Regions from separate parts of the Rattus norvegicus genome. Here region 2 is linked to region 1. The links are chromatin contacts, called in public Hi-C maps. All regions are on one chromosome and are shown on one strand. The core of a region is the stretch at or near the end of the contact, and the rest is flanking DNA. Distances in the headings are between cores, read along the strand shown. Region 1 overlaps Sgms1 (sphingomyelin synthase 1). Region 2 holds the start of Sgms1 (sphingomyelin synthase 1).

The links. A called contact is a pair of places that touch in the nucleus more often than the background predicts.
Region 2: a contact with region 1 is called in a Hi-C map of kidney, with 2.6 times the contacts expected there. The contact joins the promoter of Sgms1 here to the enhancer-like site in region 1. A contact is called at or near these places in 6 of 12 Hi-C or Micro-C datasets (the A7r5 cell line, Schwann cells, kidney and 3 more) and 1 of 1 datasets of contacts at active chromatin or transcription factors (oligodendrocytes).

Annotation. Positions count from the first base shown.
Region 1 is chr1:239,606,474-239,612,490 of GRCr8, reverse strand. The region is part of intron 2 of Sgms1 (sphingomyelin synthase 1); the gene reads left to right. Among named protein-coding and RNA genes, the nearest start is that of Sgms1, 63 kb to the left of the region's middle. Within about 2 kb of position 3,875, at least 10 of the 93 cell types and tissues checked have an H3K27ac peak or open chromatin away from gene starts, as enhancers often do. A contact at or near this core is called in the A7r5 cell line, Schwann cells and kidney, where this site is marked.
Region 2 is chr1:239,670,088-239,676,104 of GRCr8, reverse strand. It overlaps Sgms1 (sphingomyelin synthase 1), which reads left to right and starts at 3,212. Exons shown (of 10, transcript NM_181386.3): 1 at 3,212-3,497.

The DNA of each region.
Region 1 (6,017 bases), core at 2,626-5,125:
TAGAGGCTGTTTGGCAGTAGATTTCTGAGCCTTACAGTAGATTTGCCATATCCTAAACTAGGCTTAGAATCTGCATATTGGTCCGACAAATCTTTAATCCAGAACCTAGCAGTCCTGTCCATTTATTTAAGGTGCAGGATGAGTTGGGCTAGGGAGAGACAGGGAATTTGAAAGCTGAGAGATTAAAAAAGATGGGACTCAAATTTGCTTGCTGATTTGAAAAACAGAGGTGCCCTTGAACACAGTGATTTTTTTTTTCTTCACGCTGTCTTTGTACATCTTTAATTTTAACACCTTTTTGGAAAATGTTCTGACCTCAGATAGAGGTGTGCTTTCTGCTGGCCTTTATTATTTGAAGATTGCTAGGTAGCTGGTTCTACATCTGTCAACTCAAAACTGGGTGCTTACAGTTTTAAGTAATAGATAGTAAGTAAAGATGAAGGATTTATTATTGACCGATTTGAAGGTGGCGGCATAGATAGGACCAGTTAAGCGTAGCTCATTCTTGACGTCTCATGGAAGTTTGAGTTGGAAGGAATTGTGGCTGTCCTCTCACCCAGCAGTGTTGGGGTCCCCATAGCCACATTCTTCATGTTTTGCCAGTGTCACTTTGGGCTTCTGTCTGCCTAGTGACACGTCACTGGTGACACCTACCTTGTAGTGTTGTTATGGGATCTATTGAATTGACTCACGCCAAGTGCTTGTATGAGTACTGCAGACATAGTAATCATTTGCATGCCACATAAGGGGTGAAAAACATGCCCAGAGAGATTATGATTTGCCTGGGGGCTGTGCTGTGAGCTCAAGATGGGAAAACCAGGCCTTTTAACTCCTAGCCTTTGCCTGTGAACTATTCTAGTTAGTTGGTTCTTTATCTGTCAACTTAAAACTGTGTGCTTGCTCACTGCGAGGGCTAAAAGTTTGGAAGCCCTGCTTGGTCTCAGTGCACAGACTATTGTGAGTCACAAGGTCTGACAAAGATTAATGGACCCAGCAGAACTCTTGTATTACAGCACTGTGCTCCTTTACCAAGGTGCAGTCTTTAAAAATGGCTGCTAGGAAAACCAACAGAACACCAAACTTGGAGAGGATGGAGCATGGTCACAACAGACGGAAAGTGCAGTGTAAACAATAGAAGACAATTTACCGTAATGACCACAGTACCTGAGGGGAACTGTGACACAGGTCTGGAGCCTTTCTGAACTTCGCTGTCAGGTTTCCTATAAAAGGCAGGGAACCATCACAAACCATGCCAAGGCCTCTGCCACCTACCAATTTGACTGGCACTTGCCATTGGTGATATTCTTTTCTTCATGTCTGACATTAACACCTGGCAGTTGTTCTGTTAGAATCACCCCCTCCCCAAAACAAAACAAACAAACAAACAAAACCCACCAAAAAACCCAAATATAAAACCAAAAAAAAAAACCCCAAAAATAAAAGCAAAAAACCCAAAAAACAAACAACAACAACAAAACCCATAAACAAACAAAAAAACCCAAACCAAACAAACAAAAAACCCAAATCCTAAACCAAAACAAATAGTGCCTATGTACACCCGTGTTGTGCGTGTTTGGGACTAAGTGCATCTGTGTAGCAGGTTGACGACTTGGAGTGAAGATTCCCACTGAGAAGCCCAGGACAGTTGAACTGTTTATACCTGCTTTGTTTCCTTTTTCCTATGTTGATAAAACTTCTTTTCCTGTGTTTGAGCAGAAGGTGTCGAATGTTTCCTGCTGTTTATGTAGTCGAACTGAAGTTCCTAATAATTTGTGTAAGAGAGATTTTTGTTTTTTAAAACTTATGACAGGACATAAATTGTAATTTTAAAACATTTTTTAGGTTTTTTTTTTCCCCACGTGTCTAGTAAACACCCACGTCCCTCTGTGGACTTGCCTGGGGCTCACTGTGTAAGACTCGGAAGTTCTGTCTGTAGGAGTCTTTCCTGTGCTCGGTGAACTGGCTCAGGCGACTGCTGCTGGGAAACCCGACTGGACTCTGTTGATAGGCAGCGAGAATGGGTTAGCATTCTGCATGTGGATCTCCTGGCAGCATCTAGGAAGGCGTCTGACTTCTTTTTAAAAGCTCAATTTCTCTGCCTCAGAAATGGTTTGATTCTAGCATCTCTCTGGTGTGATCCTCAATTCAAAGATCAGGTCCACATTGCTAAAACCGACACTGCTCACTCCCTTCTCACCCTATAAGCTTCCTGGGTGTGTCTCTGTAGTGTGGGACACCTTCGCTGCCCAGGGAGCACGTGGAAGATGGGAGATGGGAAAGGCAGCTTCCCTGGGTGGAGTTGGGCTGATGGTTTAATTGTTGGTGATTTGAGTACTAACAGTGCTTCTAAAAAGTGAGTTGAACTAAAGGATTATCCCAAGTAAAACCACAGTTATGGGTCTTCTTTGGCTAGCCCTTAAACAGTGCTAGCAATAGGTCTTTGATGTGGAATGGGTACCCTAAGGCGTGTTTATGTTTTCCTTAGCTTTGTGGTCTCCCTCTTCCAGATGTGGTCAGAATGAATCTCTGGGGGAGTCTTGAATGACTTCCAGACCAGTGAGATGCTGTGAGTAGTATTAGGTCTGAGGCCTTTGAAGTCCATACCACTGACACCAAACAGAACACAGCTTCTCTTAACCAGGGAAAGATGCCAGGCGTCATTCTACATCAACGGGTGGCTTATTCCGAGGTGTTTACCTGGCGTATTTTAGACATGACGTTTACGTAGCTTGATCACGTTCTGATGGAATCAGATGCCACAAATAGGGGTGGATGTTTATGTGGTACCTCTAAGTGGAATATCTTTAAAATTTAAAACCTGATTAAGAAACAGTAATCAAGTGATGAGAGTTCACTGAATATTAATACATAATTAATTGCCAACCACACTCTGAAATCCTAGAGTCCTGAAGCAGAGAGGTAGGAAAGTGTTTGGCTTACAGCTGGGACCTAGAGCTACAATGCTTGGATGCTGTGTGATGCCTTAACCTCTCTGTGCCTCAGTTTCCCTTTATTTTTAAGGTGAGAGGAAGTGTCAAAGGTACCTACCTGTTAGGGTGACTGAGAAATAGAAATTCAGATTGCATCTGATGCTTGCTGTTATTTCAATTCCTATTGGAACCAAAGGGCCAGAGAAATGTCCTTTCTGTTCCTGTTTTTAACTGTTTCTTCTGAGCTGCTGTCAAAGGCCCACACTTGGGAAGCAGTGCTCCTGGGGTGTCTCCAGGGAGCTGGAGATAGAAGGTGAAGCCTCAGGGCATGGAGTCTCAGTGACTGGTACAAAAGATTTGGGTTCCCCAATTTCCTGCTCCATCCTGGAATGGCTGTTTCTTTGTGCTGTTTGCTTCAGCTTTGATATTTGGGGACTTATTTCCTTTTGCTAGTTCAGATTTCTAGATCACGGTCTCGTTTCTACAACGAAATGTGCATAGTTTTATGTATAGCTTCAAATAAAGCACATTTTCTCCTCAGGAACATTTTACCAAAATTTTTAGTAATCAAGGTATTGCTTTTTGGCACAGTAAAATGATCGTTTTCCCTGCCTCATGTAAATAGTCACCATCCCTTAAATATTAAGAGTGGTAGGTGGTCTCGTTTGTAAGTAACTGCTGTTTTTTTTTTCTTCAAATAAAAAGATGCTGAAGAATTGTTTTTTCTACATTTCCAAATGACTACTATTGATGCTTCTTAATTCTGTGATTTAGATCAGATCTGTCTTCTTGGAAATCACCATTCATTGCACTCTTTCATGCTTCCTGCACACGTCTGAAACGTTTTTAATAATTAACTTCAGAACCATTTACAAAGGACAGTACTGTCTGGTGAATATTCAGCTGGAAAATGCCTCTCAGTTGTACCCGGTAGTGTTTGAACCGTGCTTGTATTTGGACGTTTGAGCAAAGTCAAGAGCCCTGCAAGGCATCCCACACTTATCTTATTAATATTAACTTTGCTCTGATTTGATTCCCAGCTAGCAGCAGGCAGAGCGACAGAACATACCTAGAGCACAGTAGCCACGGAAGACTGGGGACACGGGGCACCCTCATCCTCCCGCTCTTGCCTCAGTCTCAGATGTGTTGACTCAGAGAAAGCGAGTGTTCCCTGTGGTTGATTTGAACATGATGGCAGTGGGTCCTGATCACTGAGCCAACAGGAGGGTAAATTCTAATGCTTATCTCTCTATTTCCTGATTTTTTTCCCTCTCTCAATTCTCAAAAACGTTCAAGTTTCTTTGGGAATTTCTGGAAGGAATTGCTGACTAGAGAAACACCATTTTGACTTCATTTCAAGTGAATTTCACAGCTGTGCCTATGTCTAGGCGCTCCTTTGTGGTCTCTGATGACACCTCACATGGTTGGATTCTGGGCATTCCTGTGGACACCTGGACCGTCTTACCTGGAATGCACGTCCCCTGGCGAGTTAGCCCCTTTGTTTTTCCTCTCCGGAATGAGACTTTGCTGACTGCCTTTAATGAGGTACAACTCTTAAGCCTGCCTAGTCCCTTCCTGTTTCTCCCCTCAGCACACGCCTGACTAACAGAACACCACTGTGGGGGTGGGGTGCTTCTGCCCTGTGTGATGTGCGCACTGCTTTGTTTTCTGGCCTGGAGCAGTGCCTGTTACATAGAAACTCTGGAAATTCTAGCTGAATGAATCAACTTCGTGAGTGAGTGAGGCTACTCAGGGAGAGGGTGATGCTGGTGACTGTGAAATAACTAGGAGGCTATTGTCACAGGCCCCTGGGACTTAATGAAAACCCAAACCAAAGGCTTTGAGAATCAAGGTCAGTGTGCTAATGTTTGAGAATGAAAGAGAGAGGGAAAGGGAGCAATCTGGAACAATCTGGAACACTCTAGCTTGGTAATAAGAGATATTCTTTCCATGCGACTAATTTAAGGGATTGTGGGAAATGCTTCAGTGTTTTAGATAGCAAGTTGTATGTATTAAAAGAGATCAATTTATTTCTGAATGTGTGTTGGTCTGCAGGATGTTTTCTCAGAGGCTCCAATCCCCCTCCTCCACTAAATTGCTGATTTTACTTTGAAGTCAAATTTCCTAAAGTGTTTTAAAAGCCAGCCAGGCAGGCAGGGCTCGGCCTCTAGAGAGCATATATCTTTAGATGGAGACATTTTTCTGTGTCTGGGAATCAAATTGAAATCACTGAAGATCTGAATACTTAATTAGCTTTTTAAGATCTTAAGTCACTAACAGAATTAGTGTTTTAAATATGAAGTTTATTGTTCTTCCACTTGTCAAGTGCTTCTCTTGTACAGAGGGATAGGCTTGGAGCAGAGGCCTCGACTGGATCCTGTGCTCTTCCTGCTCTCCAGACTCCCGAGGGCCCAGGGTTGGCATCTTCTCCCTAACTTGGATAATAACTCAGCCCGTTTCTTTTAAGACCTTGAACCTGGGGAGATGGTGGACTGCATTAGACTCTGAGACGATTCTGTTTCAAGTGTGCTTTAGACTTGAAGGTAGACTATGACTCACTCACTGAATTTTACGTTAGTAACTTGGATGATTTTCAGCAAATATCTAGAGGCATTGTAATCTAAAGACTCAAGAGTTGGTGTCTGTGAGGTTCCCACTGATGGGAGCTCTTCTCTTCCTTTGGAAGCATTGTTTTTGTCCTGTTGCTTCTCACCTACTATGTGGGAAGTTCGGAATTTGGGGAACGTAAGTAAATGGTGGTGGGATGTTCTTTGTGGCCCCATTCTGCAAGATTGTTTTGTTTTTCTATTTAACTAGAGGTATCCAAGACCCATTTATCTGCATTACTATTCTGTGTTCTAACTCTGCCTTTAGTGAAAAGATGTGAGCATACTGATGTGGAAGGGTGTGTGTGTGTGTGTGTGTGTGTGTGTGTCTGTGCACGCGCACATGCGTGCACGCAAAGCTACTCTCTCAGCTCTCTGACTTTTCATCCTCCAAGCTACAGGGTGGGTCCATTAGCATTTGGATATTTAACATGTACTTCAAAAATAACAATAAAAAGGAAATGCTTCTGAGAAACCATTA
Region 2 (6,017 bases), core at 1,963-4,462, 64 kb before region 1:
GCTGAGTGGATGCAGTGTGGACAGCAAATAGGTTGTGTGGGGTGATTCCAAACAAGGCTGGTGCTCAAGTTCAGATCCCAGCTTTCTTTGATTCCATTTTTGCCCACTGTCAAAATAGTGGTTTTCAATGCAGGCTAAATCCCTTCACCTTCTCGAAGGACAGGTAGCAATATCTGGACATGTTTTTGTCTGTATTGCAGTGAGCAGGGCTGTCACCAGCATCTAGTTAGTTGAGGCTATGGATGTTGCTAAAGGACCTGAGATGGACAAGGACAGCTCCTTATGACAGAATGCCATCTGGTCCAAATGTCCACAAAGCTCAGAAGCCCTGGTCTAGACTGGAGTGCACAGGATTTAGACTTGATTCTATCGGATTACTCCAGGACTGTTGTTACCTTGTTATTCAAGGTGCCTAACGAAGCGGGAGACTGTATCCTGTCCTTTACGCTGTATGAGACCTGGCGGAAGAAATCTGATCGCTCCTTCAATCTCTTCTAAGGGAAGCATAGAAAAGGTGCCAGCCCTGACTGCTGCAGCCCTTCCTGACTGCAGCATGTCCTAGATCTGACGTTTGGTTTGGAGCTGTACAGTTCAGGGGATCATGCCACGTAACCCTCTCTTCCTTTAGCACTGGGGTTTCTGGGACTCGCTTATAAGTGCCAGCTGGAGACAGCATGTGCCCCTCATTCTATTTACTTCCAGGACTGCTCTAGTGCTTGACTTAGGACAAGGCTGGTCGCTAAATAAGATATTCATGATAAATTGAACAGCATTCTCTGCTTTTTATTATGCTCACTCTATAAACATTTGTAGACATATTTATATTAAGGATCTAATTAATTTTCATGATAGCCATGAGAATCAAAGAGAGGGGTGGATTATAGCATTCTTATTTTAAGAGGCAAGAACGAAACCTGCCTGGAGTTCCTTACTGATTACTTGAAAAGCCAGGACTTAAGTGGTGGTTTGGTTAGGGACACCATAGTACTGTCCCTAGGAATGAACCTATGAGCCCATGGTAACTGTCAGCAGTAAATGTCTAATTTAAAAATCCCCTTAAAATAAACACGAGAGATTGGGAGAGTTGCTAATTAGAAAGGGATAACAAAGATAATCCTATTGTTTGTATTTATCCTTTTTAGACCTAACTGCAGCACAGAGAAAAACAGAAAATAATAAGGTATGATTCAGCGACTACTTACTAAGGGCTGTCTGGTGCCAACTCTTGTGCTGGGTGTCCCAAAGATCAGGGATACTACATGTCCATTGTATGGCATTGGAGATGCAGGGAAAGGAGTTTTGTGTGCAAGGAGAAACTGGGCTGCATCCTTCATCTACCCAAGGATAGTCAAACAATTCCAGTCTTTGTTGATTAATGGAAACCAGACAATTAGTGAAGCCAGGAGTCTCAGGCAGAGGCACAGAGATGAACTCAATGCAGGTCATTCACAGATCTATTCCTCAGGGCAATAGGAATACTTGGAAACTTAGTCATGGGCAGCTGGGTCCCCACCCACAGCATCCGCTTTAAACTCAGGTTGTAGATTGGCCAGGTGAATAGGACAGGCTGAAGCGGCCGTGAAGCCTTGGCCCTGCTGCTCAGGCTGTGTGGCTTTGGGTTCTTCTAACAGAGACACATTGTCCTGGCTACTCACTGAAGCTCCGTTGATCTGAGAACATGGTGTGAGCTTTGACTGATATCTAGTAAGTGGTGCTTGTCATTTACAGGTCGATGGGATAAAACCGCATGTTTTACTTAGATTACTCATCTTTAGAAATGACCACCATGGGAGGAGTCACTTTGGCGAGTGAAGTGTGTGTCTCAGTACTTGTTCTTGGTATTACTTTAGCATGGCAGGCTCAGAGGTGATTCATTTTTATTTAACTGCTCCAACAACATTATCCATGCCAGTCCCCGGACTTGAGAAACCTAAACATTTTTAATGAATACGCTTCTTATCATGATTTGTAAGAAATAGCGTTAGGATTCTTTTATTTCTTAAAGACATTACTTCTGCATGTGAATCTATGCCTGCCAGCATGCAGGTGTAACTCTTGCATGCCTGGTGTTCTGCAGCCACAGAAGGCATCAGATCCGTGGGAACCAGTTTCAGATGGTTGTCAGTGGTAACGTGGGGTGCTAGGAATTGAACTAGGATCCTCTTCAAGAATAGAAAGTAATCTTAACTGCTGGGCTACTTCTCTAGCCTCCTGTTCTTCACTGTTCTGAGGACTAGAAAAGGAACATTTTATCTTCATTAAAAAAATATCTTTTTGGTTTGAAGACTGACTGACTTAAAGACCATGACTAAACTTAATTTAAAAGTACGTCAACTCTGAAGCATCTCTTATGACTACACCATTCAGATCACTTAAGAGGCTGGGATTTCTCTTTAGATTACCATCCCTCTATTTCTCACAGCTATGTTACATACGTGTGCTTTTCCCTAAGAATTATTTTTTAAAATTGGAGTGGAATTTGGAGTAAAATAGTGTGTGTGTGTGCGCGCGCGCACCTGTGTTGGGAGAGGGATTTTAAAGTCTGGATTCCTTGACCTGCCATACAGCAGTGTGCATGCTTTGACCTTTGACCTTGGTTACAACAATTGTAAAGTAGCACTGAAACAGCCAGCGGCTATCCAGAACTTACTTCACAAGACAGCAAGCCTCCTTTTTACCTCTTAGGTGCAAACTGATGAAAATACCCAGCGGGGTTACTAAAATCCCAGACATTCCCTTGCTGTTGGTTGACACTCCAAATAGAGCTGGTGGTTGTCAGTTGTCACTGAAAATCAGTTATGTGTCAAGCCACCACTCCATTTCTTATCTCCCTTGAGAAGCGCGATAGCACAGGGTCCTAAGGTGAAAAGGCCAGAGGTGCAGGAGAGGTCAAGATCTTAAGAGATCACATGGGAGCAGACGCATTTTTAATCTGATTTTTCACCGTTTGGGGAAGAGGACGCTAAGTTTTCAGCGTCGTACGTGAAAACCGGTCTCTACAGCTTAGGGAAAGCGGCCATTAGATTCACCTTGGGAGCTTGTTAACCGGATTTCGGGAAGGACCCCACTAGAGGCGTTTCTGATTCCGTAGGTCTAGGTGTGGTCGTGAATGTGCCGTTCTAAAGAATTCTCGGGTAATGAGGTTGCAGGTTCAGAGATTCCAGGACCCCAGGTGACTAAACAAGCTACCATCCAAGCTAACCACCAGCAGGAGAAAAGCATGGAGGAGGGCGACGGCTGTCCAAACAACTTCAGCAACCTTCATCCTCTGTCCCCGGGAATGGGTCAGAACAGGGAAGCGGCAGGAGGAGCGATGCGGGCGCCTTAGGAACGGGAACTCCTTTCCCCAACTTCCGCCCCTGGGGAAAAGCTGAAGCCATCAGCTCCAGGAGAGCGGCTCTCCAATTCTCAGCCTTTAGGTTCTGGCTCTGGAGACAGCCTGTCCTCCCGGTATCGCCGGCGCCGCTGTACCCCCGCTGTAGACTAGCGGATTGCAGGTGAGGGCTGGTCCCCGGGCCTGGTGGGGAGGCGACTGAATAGAGTCTATCCAGATCCCGGACGGTTCTTCGCCTGCGGCCCGGGAAAACTGAAGATGGCTGCCCCGGAGCTCGGCCGACAGTCACGTGTCACGCAGGCACGGCCGTTCCTGGTCCCTACTCCCCGCCCCCGCGCGCCCCCAGACCAGACCCTGCGGGTAGCGCGTCCAGGGAGACCCATGCTACGGCGGCACGAGCGGGTCGGTCCAAAAGGCCGGGGCCGCGGAAGACTGCTGTCCCTGCCGCTCGATCACCGTCCCGATATCGGGTTCCACTGCGCGAGCTGGAGGAAATCTGCTGGCGACCCGCACCCGGTGGGGCCATTGGGCATGCGCAGTGCTCCGGCCCTGGTGCGGCGCTCTCCAGGTTTTCGCCTCAGCTCCAAGCAGCGGCGGGAGGTGGGGCCCGGACGAACTAGGGGGCCCCAGTTCTTCCCTAGAACTCCAAGGCCCTCGTGCTGCTTGGCGCAGCGCGATTTAGGAAACCGGCGGACCCGTTTTTTCTTCCCCGGGGAAGATGGTAGTGTAAGGATTAGAGCTTCGGGAAATGTCCCGAAGAGTTTGAGGTCCATCCATTTTACATGATCAATCATGAGGGAGTCACAAGTGTCGCAGTTCTTGGGCTTGGTGGAGAAGAAAATGCCAGTGTAGTTCGCTAACAACTGTCCCCGATGGTAGTTTCTCGAAGACTGAGTTTGCGTACCCTGCTTTCCGGCCCGCTTTAGTCGCACAACTCTCGGGCTGGCTCCTAATTGGGCTTCTGATCCGGGCGGATGAAACCCACCATTTGGGCCCTTCCTCTTCTCGTAGTTGGGGGCATGTGTGTGTGTGGGAAGGGCCAGCATCTCCAATTCCCGTTTCTAGAAACGAAAAGGACGCCCCAGCCCTCATCCCTAACACACCCCACGGCAAGCTGTCCTGCGGGACTCAGCTGGGTCCCCGGCCAAGCGTCCGCGGTCTCCGCCCCCCGGCCGCCGGGAACACCCGGAGGAACGGACCAGCGTCGCGCGGGAAGCCGACCCGGCTCCGCCGCGGACTGGGCATGCTCGGCAGCCCGAGGCTCCAAGTCAGAAGCCTTCTCGCCAGCTCGGCTGCGGCCCGAGCAGCGGCGGCGGGCTGCCGGCTGGACGGGAGCAGGGAGGGCCGGTTCGGGCGGGCTGCTTGTCCCGTGAGCCTGGCACGAGGACGGGAGAGCGGGATCGGATGCGGAGCCCGCACGCCGCCCTGCCCCGGTTTCGTTCCGAGGCGGGGGGCTCGGCGCGTGGAAAGAATTCCGGCGGCTGCCACGACTCGCGTGCAAGTGAGTCGCGGGGCGGGGGTGGAGGGCCGGCCTCCGGATCGCGAGCGGCTGGATCTGACCCGAGTCTCGGGGGCCGGGCCTGACCTCGGTTGACGGCGGGCGGACAGCCCGGGCGAGGGGGCGTGAGCGCTTACCGCGCGGTGTCGCGCGTACCTGGCGGGCGGTCCCCCCGCGGCCGCTGTTGGGGGTGGGCGCGGGGGAGCGCTCTGGCGGCCGCGATCCCGGCTCCGAGGGGGCGGGCCGCCGGCGGGGCTCCCCCGCCAACTTGGGCGGGGAGGAAGGCGGAGGCGTCAGTGGGCACCTTTCCGAGGTGCTGCGTGCGGGCTGGAAGGCTGCCTGGTGTCACATTGGGGCGAGTGGACGGTGGCGGAGCCGGAGAGCCCGGGGCTGAGGACCTTTCAGGCAGAAGCCAGCCAGAGGTCCCGTAGTGCTTAGAAGTGGATCCCCCCAAATCGCAGCCCCACCCCCACAACCCTGGGCGGCAGAGTGACAGTTGGTACCTCCTGGCCTGATCGCAGCGGGCCAAGAGTCAGCGGCTTTGGGATTCCCTTCAGCCCCTCGATGACCCCCAACGGCATAACAGGTGGGACCCCCCTTCCCGAAGCAGCGAGCCCCTTGCTCCCCTGGCGGCGTAACAGTCCCTGGCTTGCGACTGTTCTGAGACCCCGCGTGTCCTCGCCGCGTGGGGGTGTTAAAGGGTAAGGCCTGCAGGGGCATCTGCGTAGCTCTGGACTCGGTTCGTCCAGAGAATGAGGGGTCTGAGTGATCATAGGCGACTTGTCAAGGGCACATCAGCGGTAGCAACTCTGCCTTCTGCCGGGATCTTAACCCACAGTCCGACTGTCTTCCTCCGGTGGCCCGGATGCCCTGGTCCGTCTAACGGATTCTGGTTAACGCTTGATCCCTTTTGACAGTCAGTCGGGGTGAAGGATGCTGTCTGTGGTCCTGGGGAGCCGAGAGAATTCGGGCAGGTGCTTCTCAGATGTTTCATTTCACCTTCAGAGAAGGACCGAGTTCGGCGCTACACACAAAAAAGACAGAAGGCTGGTTTCTGACGGGAAGTTTATTTTCAGTGTTCTGAGGCCTGCCTTCTGTCATAGCTCTCTCGAAATTTACCTTCTTCAGATTGGGGGTGTTTCTAGTTGGCTACCTGGTTGTGGAAGTCGCGAATGCCTGTCTTGG